2 separate regions of the Sus scrofa genome follow, and region 1 is linked to region 2. Evidence: chromatin contacts called from public Hi-C data. All regions are on one chromosome and are shown on one strand. The core of a region is the stretch at or near the end of the contact, and the rest is flanking DNA. Distances in the headings are between cores, read along the strand shown. Region 1 holds the start of RENBP (renin binding protein). Region 2 holds the start of FAM58A (cyclin-related protein FAM58A).

Region 1 (5,303 bases), core at 2,336-4,835, 300 kb after region 2:
AGGCGAGGACCACGGCGCCCTGGGCACATCCCCACCTGGGTGGGGCAGAGGCCATCGGCATCCTGGAAGTAGAAGAGGCCTCCGTGATCAGCGTCCCATCCGGAGCGGAAAGGCAGTAGCAGGAACGTGTCGATGACGTGGGCTCGAAGTTTGGCGTCACCGCTCCGGCTGCTGTGGCGGAGCAGGAACCAGCCAGCTTCCAGCGCGTGGCCTGGTGAGGACTCGGGGTGAGGCAGGCAGCGGGTCCTTCCCCAGGCAGGGGCTCAAGGCCCTGCTCAGACCACTGACTCGCTTCCTCTCTTCCCCACAGTGGGAGCTGCTCTGAGCTCCCCTGGGGACAGCCGGCCCTCCCAGTCCGTGCCAGTCGCTCTCGTGCAGCTGACGCACTGGCACAGGAGCCACGTCTCCCCTTCTCCACCTGGTGCTCCGGGGCGGAGGGTGGAGGGAGGCCTTCCCCACGCTCCCCGCCCCATCACCTGGGTTCTGGTGTCTCCCCAGGCAGCCAGAAAGTTCCTCGCCATCTTCCGACACATTCTCCAGCACAGCCTGTCCATCCCTCTGCCGAGGGAGGAGGAGAGAGGCAGCTGGGCCTCAGCACCCCCCCCACCCCATCATCCAACCAGCAAGATGCCCCTCCCCTGCTCCCTCCCTCCTGATCTGCGGGCTTGGGTGGCCTGGCTCTCAGGAGCATTTGAGAGGGAGTCCATTCACTCCCAAGGGTCTGAGTGGGTTCTAACCCTTGCTCTGGGCCTGGGTGTGTAGGCTAAGACGCTGAACGGGGACTGAGCTTGGGTGGACTGGACTGCCCACAGAGGCCGGGACCAGCTTGGTTCTGGGCCGGGTTTCCTGCGCCGTGCGGTGTCTGGGGCTCTGACCCCCACCCTCGGGCCCTCAGTCCCCCCCAGGCTCCCCTGGAGCCCTCCTCCCCTTCCCGAGGGTCCCGGGCCACACCTCACCCTGGCGGGGCCTCCCCATGCCTCCAGGTGCCTGAAGGGGGCCTTCGGGGCCCAGCTGGAGCGAGGGAGGCGCCCCCCGGGTGGGGGCGGGGGCTGCCCTGCCCCTCAGCTCCCAGGGCCCGTCTGGCGCCGGTGTCTGCCCCCGGCCCCTACCTGGACGTGCTGCAGGATCCTCCGAGCGCACCAGTGCCCCAGCTGCGCGTAGCGGCCCGCCAGCTCCTCGTCCTCCTCCCCGAGCTGCTCCACCAGGCACAGCAGCATCATGGGCACTGCCATGGACTCCGAGGCCACGGCCCCGGGGAGCTGGGGCCGGCCCAGCCCAGAGGGGTCCTCTCGCACCCAGTGCACGATCTGATCCATCATGTCCACCGCTTCGCTCTGGGGGTGGAGGGAGAAGAGGCTCAGGCTGAGGCTGCATGCCATCCAGTCTGGTCCCCCAGGCCCTGATCTGCCAGGTCCCCAGGGCTCAGCCCTGGGGTGGGAGAGCTGTGTCCTCCCACCCACTCATAGGACGCCTCACCAAGGCCTGCTTTGGGGCCTGGGCCTGGTCTCGGGGTGCAGACCATTCCCGGGCAGTGAGGTCAGGTCTAAACGCCAGAGGGGGACCGAGCGAGAGGGGTGCAGGGAGCGAGCGGCCCCTCCCAGCCAGGGCAGCTCCCTTCAAAACTAAGCAGCGCCCTGCGGGGCCTTCTGGGGGATAGGCGTCCCCTGTGTCCCTCACCCCTTATTTGTAGGCCAGCGTTAGCCCCCTAGGCTTTCCCCAAGTTCCAAAGAGCAAACTTGACCGGAGAAGTGAGCAAAGGCAGAAACAAAAGAAAACAGTCCAACAAGACGAAATAATAACACTTTAGCCATGAGGAAAAGCCAAGGACATTCTAGCTCCTCCTCAAAGGCTGTAGGTGACATCCGGACTGACAAGACGTTAACTGCTGCCCAGGGGCACGTAGACCCCAGACCCGTTGGAACCAGAAGGTTGATGATGCGGCCTCCCGATGACCTCACCACCCACCCATCGGAAGAATGTCCCTGAGCTGAGCCGGCGCCCTGCGGCCCTCCCTCACCTGGCTTTTAAAGACCCTCCCCTGAAAGCCGCTGGGGAGTTTGGGTCTTTTGAGCACGAGCTGCCTTTTCTCTCTGCTTGGCCTCACGCTGGGTGCCCTGCGCTTTGGTTGGGAACCACCTCTGTGTCCAGGGTCCCTGTGGGGCTGTGGGAGCGGGGGCAGGAATACCCGCAGGCCCACAGTGAACGTGCGGGGGCCCAGAGGACGGGTTGCCGTCGATGACAGACCCGGCCTGCGGACAGGACCCGGGCAGCGGCTCGCACACGGGGCGCAGGCGAGGGCACGGAGCCTCCCCAGGCAGCCTTCCTCCCGCGCACCTGGTACCGTGCCTCCGCCGTCACCCTCCACAGCTCGTTCATGGCCATGGTGTAGAAGCACTCACTGAAGATGCTCCGCTGCACCTTGACGGGCCGGCCGTCCCGCGTCAGCACAAAGGCACACTTCTTTTCAGGAGGTGCCACTCGGGCATGGCGCAGCAAAAATTCGCCCCCTGGTGGTCAGGAAGGTGGCAGCTAGAACTCGGGGGAGGAGGGCCCCGCCACCCCTCCCTCCCTGCCTGTGAGCCTTCAAGGCCTTTCGTTGCTTCTAGAGCCCTCTAGGAACTAGGCACACGTGGTGCACGACTGGTAACTTGAAGGGGCCTCCACGATGCTGGGGACAGGGAGGGGGCACCTGCTTTAGCCGCATCCAGAAGCTCAGGGCGGTGGAAGCGCTCAAGCTTGCGGTACAGGCGACAGTACATCCACACCTGTTGCGGGCGGGGGTGGGGGGACATGGCTTAAGTCCTTAGGGCTGGGATGAGGGGGGAGTCCTCAGTGCCCCTGGCGTGGGAGGAAGGGTGCTGAGCCGACAAGCCCTGTCGGCGTGCTGACCGAGGCAGGGCAGAGCAAGCCCAGGTCCGACTCGCTCCCGCCCCTGGGAGAGCTGCGAGCTTGGGCACGCCTTGTACCTGCCTCCCCTGCAGCCAGACGTACTTGAGGTCGTCATACACCCGCCCGTCGCGGCCCAGGCACGTGAAGAAGCCCCTGTGGGACAGGCAGCATTAGCAAAGGGGCCAGGAGAAGCCCAGCAGAGCCGAGTCAGCTGCGAGTGAGGCGGGGGGCTCCGGCAGGGCAAAGCCCCTGCTGAGGGCTCCAGCAGGGCGAGGCGCACCCGTGCTCCCGATCGTGGGAGTGCTCCAGCCAGAAAGCCATCACGCGGTCCAGCTCTTGGCCCACACGCTCCTTCCAGGCCTGCAGAGTTTCGCGCTCCTTCTCCATATCCTGGGGAAAAAGTTGGGGCTTGGGGACGCAGCTACCCCACAGGCCCCCCCATCTTCCCGGGTCCCAGCCTCCCCTGTGGGCTCCTTGGGGGTCCGGGTCACTCCAGGCTCTGGGGAACCCCAGGGTTCCCTAACCTGTGTCCCCTAGGTCCCCGGGCCTCAGCACCCTGCCTTCAGGGTTCCCCCCAACCCCCTGTGCAGATCTGTCCTCGGGACAACACCCTCCCCGGCCCCGGCCCCGGCCCCCTGCCACTGGCCTGCCACACTCGGAGACCCCCCGCTCAACCCTCCCTCTCCTCCAGGAAGCCAGACGGAGCTGATCGCTGTCCCGTGACTGTCACTCAGCTGACCCAGTCTAGCCCCACCCACCCCCTCCTCTCCGGGGTTCCGCCGGCCCTGGGGGCGGGGCCTGCGGCGGGGGCGGGGCTTGGCGGGCGCGCGGCTCCGCCCCCAGCCTCGGCCCTGCCGCGCCCCTCGGTGGCAGAGCCCCGTGGAGCCCCCTTCTGGAGGCGCCCTGGCTCCTCCTGGCGGGAAGCGCTGGGTGAGCTGGCAGGACCGGCTGGGACCCGGGGAGGGGTTGGGGGACCGCAGGGCCGTCTCTCCTCCTCTGGCTGAGGCGGGATCACTGTCTACTCAGGTGGTCAGCGTCGGAGCTCCGGCTTCCATGCTTTCTTTGATAAGGCCATTGATTAAGGTTTGTGGCTTGAGGCTCCGGGGAGTACCGTCGCTGCAGGCCCTGTTTACGGCGGGGGGGGGGGGGTAACCTGTTTCACGTCCAGGTGGACGCCAATCTCTAACCCGCTCTTAGCGCGAGGAAAGGAATGAGCAGAATGGTGGTGACTCTCAGTCTAAGGATGAGGCTCAGGGGCGCATCTCCAGCCCTAAGTCCGCTCTTGGGCAAGGAGACCGGGCCAGGCCAATGGGAGAAAACCACATCTTCCTGGACCCCACGTTGGTTTCCCCCCATCTTTAAGGGATACAAACCCCTCTAGGACAACAGAAGGGGGGGCTCTTCTCCCCCCTCGCCGCTGTCCTGGGAGCTGTTTGCTTTCTTGTGATAAAGACTTGGCTTGCTTGCTGCCTGTGTGTTCGCCAAGTTCATTCTTCAGTTCCGGGGTCAAGAACCCAGATTCCAGTAACATCTTTCCGGCATCGTAGCCACCTCTGCCTCTCACCACCCCAGGAGGGCGTGGGGTGCAGTGGGAGAGGGAACAGCTGGAAATGCCTGAACACCGAGCCTCCTCGGGCCTGGGACCCACAGGATGGGCAAGTCCTCCGATGAGTCGGCTCCTGGGCATCCGACTGCACTGCGAAGGGCAGAGTGTGCATGCTGGCTGGCACCTCTCTGCCCTCAGCTGCCCAAGTTCTCCAGACCTGGCTACCAACCCCCAGGTCTGGTTCTCGTGGCTCCTGGGACCTCCATTTTCCCAGCCAGCAGAATTATGTGCAGGGGAGGCGTTGCAGGGCCCCGAGGGTGTGGCTTGGGGAAGCTTGGACTTTTTGGGGGTCGGTGGTCCTGTCTCCTGGAAGGATGGACGGCAGCCCGGGCAGCGTGCAGAAGCTTGGCTCCCGGGCCGTAGCTGTGCGGGGGGCTCGCGCTGCTCTGGGCTGCTCGTCTGACACAGCAGCCGCGGCTGTTTGGCAGGCAGAGTCCTTGCAGCAGGTGGACCCCCCCCCCCCCGACCCTCAAACAGTCGCCCTCTGCCTGGGCTCCCTGGAGCTGCCCTGCATTCCCCCCCCCCGCCCCCCGCCTTACCTGGTTCGCGGGGTCCTGGCTCGCAGCTGCCTGTCATTGGGTTGTGGCGTAGCCCTGGCCTTTCCAGGCCTTCCTGGGACTCGGTCTCCCTCAGGCCTCGCCCAGGACGAGCCTTGGGATGTGGAGGATTCGAAGGTTCCAGTGGACGGGGCCTCAGCCAATCCAGCAGTACTCCTCTGAAGAGTGCGCTGTTTAGACCAGAGCCCAGCACTGGCGCGGCCTTGGCTTCCAGAGTGCAGGTGAGCAGAGGGGCGGTGGGACACCCCCGC
Region 2 (5,315 bases), core at 901-3,400:
CAACATACTGAAAAGGGGACCGAACTCCAAAACCAGAGCGTGGTGGCTTGATTTAGGGGTCAACGCCCATCCCCCAGGCAGCTCCTAAGGAAATCACCGCACCGGGTCACAGAACCAAAACGAATTCACAACGACCAGGGTCAAGAGAAGAGTAAAGGGCACGCGACGGACTGAAGGAAGGTGGACAGCCAACAGTCGGTAAAATTATGTCCCGCACCCTCTACCTTCAAAGGCGTACTAGCTCCCCAGAGCTGCTATAACAAATTACCCCAAACTAAGTGGCTTGAAACAACACATATTTTTCTCCTCTCACAATCCTGGCTGTCAGAAGCCTGAAATGAGTCTTAGGGGGCTAAGCTCAAGGTGTCAGCAGGGCTGGTTCCTTCTGGAGGTTCCATGTGAGAATCCATCTCCCTGCCCTTTCCAGCTTCTAGAGGTGCCTGCATTTCTTGGCTGGCGGCCCCCTCCTCCAGCTTCAAAGCCAGCAGCTTCTAACCACGCTTCCCTCCTCACATGGCCTTCTCCTCTGCCTGTCTACTCCTGCTGCCTCTCTTTAAGGATGGCTTAATCCCATCTGCAAAATCTTGCCGCATGAGGTAACAGTCACGGGTTCTGGGGACGAGCATGGGGGAATCTTTGGAGGACCCACATTTGGCCTCACACAGAGGACAAGGGCGTAAACAATACATTTTATCAAGAAATCCTTGGAGAAGTTCCCGTCGTGGCGCAGTGGTTAACGAATCCGACTAGGAACCATGAGGTTGTGGGTTCCATCCCTGGCCTTGCTCAGTGGGTTAAGGATTCGGCGTTGCCACGAGCTGTGGTATAGGTCGCAGGCGTGGCTCAGATCCTGCGTTGCTGTGGCTCTGGTGTACGCAGCGGCTACAGCTCCGATTCAACCCCTAGCCTGGGAACCTCCATATGCCGCAGGAGCGACCCTAGAAAAAGCAAAAAGACAAAAAAAAAAAAAAATAGAAAGAAAGAAATGAAAGAATCCTTGGAAAGAGACACCTCAAGAACTTTGAGCATTTCAAGGTTTAAACTTCAGTTTCACAGTTAATTCCTACATGGGACCCCCTCAATCTCAATGTCAGATTAGGCAGTATGGCTGCACGTGCCCCTACAAGTCTTTTTCTTTTTTTTTACTTGGCAAACCCTCGCCCTAGGTTCTCGGTGTGATGAGACCTCCTCAACAAAGCTTGTCACGAGCCTCGCCAGCGGCATGATCCAAAAGACTCCATTTGACCAAGTGCCAGTGCCCCCGAGGCTGGGAGACAGGTGTGGCAGAAGGCACCGTACACTCAACCGAGATGCGGGCGCCCCGACTCCGCCACCTTTTAGCTGGAGCCAGTCCCTTTCCACATCCTCTCTTTGGGACTACGCGCCCGTCCGGGAAATGACAATGACCCTCTTGGCCTCGCAGCTCGAAGCCTAACACACAGGGCGTGACGGAAAGGCAGAGGCCGATACCCCTAAGCCGGGCCTCCCAGTGTTCGCTAAGGCAGCGCAGGCCCGCGTTCTTCCCTCTGCACAGCAGCGCCAGCTCCGCGTCTGGAGGGACCCCTCTTCCGGGAAGCGAGTCCTCGCGAGGCCAGCCCCTCCCCGCCCGCTCGGCGCTCCCAAGGCGGGCTGGGGCCCGCCAGGTGAGAGCGCAGCACTGCGGCCCGGCCTCTACGTCTGGTCCGCATGGGGCCCGCCCTCTTCCCAGACGCGGTTACCTGCCTCCATGATGAACCGCGTCACTCGGAAGTGCACCCTCGCCTCCGGTGCTGGCCGCCCCTCTGCGCCTCGCGCCGCGTCCCCTCCTCCGCAGGTCCCCAGGCCGACGGCCTCCATGAGGCCCCGCCCCACGGGCCGAGACCCCCCCCCTCCCCGCACCGGAAGGAGAAGCGTTCCCGACGGGCGGCGGCCGGTTCCCGGGGGTCCTCGGGAGGGAGCAGCTGCCCCGCCCCGCCCCCGGCTGAGCGCGCGCAGTTGCGCGCCGGAGGCGGGGCCTGCCGAGTGCGCAGGCGCAAACTTAAGCGCAGGCGCAGGCGTAGAGACCGCGGCTGCCTGGAGGCTGGCGAGCGCCTGCCCCGCCCCCGGAAGCCGTACACCGCGCCCCAGGAGCCGACGCCCCGCCCCTGGGAAGCTCATGCCCCGCCTCCGGGAAGCGCACGCTCCGCCCCCAGTAGCGGTAAGTCTGTCTCCCGGCTGAGTGATTGCCGGAGCGGCGCAAGTGCGCCTCGGGGGCGGAGCGGGGGCGCGCTCCTAGGGCCTAGGAGGTACGGAAGCACCCCCCCCACCCCGGCCCCGCCAGGCGCGTGAGCTACAAGTCCCTATGGTCCAACTAAGGTGTCGCTCCCGGGCTGGTGGCCCAGCGTGGTTTAGGACGGGAGCAGCTGGCTGTGTCTGCCAAGCCGCGGAGGGGGGGCGCTTACCGGAGGTGTCAGTGGCTCCTAACGGAGGGCGTGGGGGAGTTCCCATTGTGGCTCAGCGGTAAGGAACCCGACTAGTATCCTTGAGGATGCGAGTTGGATCCCTGGCCTCGCTCAGTGGGTTAAGGATCTGGCGTTGCTGTGAACTGTCGGTGTAGGTCACAGGCACATCTCAGATCTGGGGTGGCTGTGGCTCTGGCGTAGGCCGGCTACAGCTCCGATTAGAACCCTAGCCTGGGAATTTCCATATGCCGCAGGTGCGGCCCTAAAAAGACAAAAAAAAAAAAAAAAAAAAAAAGAAAGAAAGGAAGGAAGGAAGAAAAGAAAAGAAAAGAAAAAAAAGAAAGCCTGAGGTTCAATGTCAGTGTCAAAACCCGAATCCAGGTTTGCCAGTTCCCCAGACCCACAGATGAGCCCGGAAGGGAATGCTGTGCCCAGAATGAGGCCGTTAGGGCTGTTTGCGTGAGGGTCCCGCATCCCTTGGGGATCTGGTTGCCACTCACTTTTCCAGCCTGGCACTGTGGGAGCTCAGTAACGTTTGCCGAATGAATGGTGTTGAATATCCAACTCCCAGTGCCATCCTGCATTTCGTTGGTGGCTTCCAGGCATTAGGGGTGCAGCACCCAAAGGGCCTCCCAAGCTAGTGACAGACAGTCACTCTGGTCATTCTGATACATTCAGACGGTTGCTGTGACTTGAAAGAGCTGGGAACATTAAGAGGAAAAAGCCTCCCCCCCCCCCCGCCCACCCACCTACCCGGCCAACCTTGAGGTCCTTCTCCAGCCCCCGCCTTACTTAGCTCCCCCCGTGGTCCTCTCTCCACACCAGCTGGGTCACTTTCCTGGTGCTTCCGTAACAAATGACAGGCAAACTGGGTGGCTTACAACTGTAGAACTGGCCGCAATTCTAGAGGCCAGACCTCTGAAACCAAGGTGTCACCAAGTCTCTGCAGGAGGATACTTCCTGCCTCTTCCAGCTTCTGGTGGCCCCAGACATCTGTCCCTTGGCTTGCGGCTGCACCCCTCCCGTCTCTGCTGCGCCCATCCTCACATGCCGTCTCCTCCGTGTCTGCGGCTCTCGTTTTCTGTCTCACTTGTCATTGCATTTAGGGCCACCGAAGTAATCCAGGAGGCTGGCAAATAAGAGCACATTCACAAGGATCCGGGAGTTAGAGTGGGGACCCCTGTTTGGGGGGACTACCATAGCCCGTGACACCAGCCACCAGAGTGAGCTTCCTAAAACTCAAGGCGGGGGAGCCCCTGCCCTGCCTAACACCCTCCTTGCGGAATCACCCTGGTGACTGGCCCCTCAGGGCCAAGGCCTTGGGTAGCTCCCCAAAGGTTATGGTCTCCCAGGGGGGCCTTTGCACATGCTCGACCCGTGAAGGAATTCCTGCCCCACACCCTCCTCCCCAGCTCCCTCCGAGGGTCTTGCATGTGCTCGTGTGTGAAGGGGCTCAGGGCCCCCAACCTCCTGTGCTGCTGACGCCTGTCATGCCTTCCACGCTGTTGCTGCACTGGCAGTGCCACCCTCTCCCCACCCAAATGGACTCTGGGTCTTGGGAGATGGGGCCACTGCGTCCAGCTGCCAACATCCATGCATAATGCACCCCGCCCCCATGTACACACACGCAAACAGATGCACACGCACGTCAGACACTCCCCTCAGGTACCCTGGGGTGCACACCTGTGCACACATGCACACACGCATCCGGTATCACCCTTCCCCTGGCCCCTTGGCCCAGCGGCCTGCCTGTCCCCTCCTCACCCGCTGTGTTTGCTGGTTAAACAGCGCTGCTGGACTCCTCCTCCCCTGGGCCTTTTGTGGTGTAAGGAGTCTGGGCTCGGCAAGTAATAGGTGCCTGTGGCTGCAACTCGAGGGAACGAGTCAATGAACACATTCATTTTGAAAGCGCCAGGGCACCGGCACCCTCCTGGCACACAGCCTGGGCGCAGTGGTGGATAAATGAATAATTCACGAGCCACCACCAAACCTCTAGGCAAGGCCTCTCTCTCCCCTGAGGGGGCCCTCCCTTCCCTGCCACCTGCCACCCCTCCCATCTCCCTCCCAACCTCACCTGGGACTCCTCTCCAGGCCGGTACAGCAACGATGATCCATAAAGGCGGGGTATCCTCTCAGAAGAGGATTTGAGGATTGTCTGCCAGACCGCTGCCTCCTCGTCTAACCCTCACTGTGCCCTCCACGCTGAGCAAAGCGCGGCCTCCTTCTCACAGTGGAGTCCACTCAGGAGTGAGCGAGTGCGTCGGAGGAAGCCCAGCGGATGAGGCAGAGGAGAGGATGAGGCAGGAGCGCGGGAAAGCCTGGGTGCTCTTCAAAGGCAGAGGTGCCTTCCAGAGTGTTCGCCCGGCCGCCTCCTCCCCAAATGAAGCCCAGCCTCGTCCGGTCTGGCTGCTTGTCCTTGGAAACTTCCCGCTCCACTGCCACCCCTTCTTCCCCCTCGCCCCTCTCCATGGCACCTTCTGGGCATTGAGGGCAGCTGCTCAGGCCTGCCTCTGGGCCCCCTCCCTGCCCCCACTGCCTTCTGCCCACCCACCCCTCTCAAGTCCTCATCCACAACGCCGCTTGTGGCCCTGGATTCCGCGCTCTGCCCTTGGTCCCCTGGGCCGCTATGACTGAACACCAGGGACATTGCTTTCTCGGGCTTCTGCAGGCTGGTGGCCCAAGATCAGAGTGCCCGCACGGCCGCCCTCCGGGCTGCAGACAGCCAGCTGCCGGCCGGCGGGTCCTCTTGCGGTGGGTGGGGAGGGGATCTCGCTGGAGCCTCTTCTGTCGGGGCGCTCGTTCCATGAGGGCTCTGCCTGGTCACTGGCCAAAGACCCCACGTCTCGATAGCACCTCCTTGGGCCTCAGGACTTTACCATATGAGTTTGTGGCGGC

What was found. Hi-C and Micro-C count contacts between places; a contact is called where the count stands out from the background.
Region 1: a Hi-C map of liver shows a contact between it and region 2, with 3 times the contacts expected there. The contact joins the promoter of RENBP here to the promoter of FAM58A in region 2. A contact is called at or near these places in 1 of 47 Hi-C or Micro-C datasets (liver) and 2 of 2 datasets of contacts at active chromatin or transcription factors (alveolar macrophages and skeletal muscle).

The regions. Positions count from the first base shown.
Region 1 is chrX:124,666,937-124,672,239 of Sscrofa11.1, forward strand. RENBP (renin binding protein) reads right to left here and starts at 3,586. Exons shown (of 11, transcript NM_213900.1): 1 at 3,536-3,586; 2 at 3,170-3,279; 3 at 2,967-3,042; 4 at 2,690-2,765; 5 at 2,335-2,507; 6 at 1,110-1,334; 7 at 477-558; 8 at 36-211. The coding sequence starts at 3,276.
Region 2 is chrX:124,367,922-124,373,236 of Sscrofa11.1, forward strand. It overlaps FAM58A (cyclin-related protein FAM58A), which reads right to left and starts at 2,151. Exons shown (of 5, transcript XM_003360487.4): 1 at 1,719-2,151. The coding sequence starts at 2,136.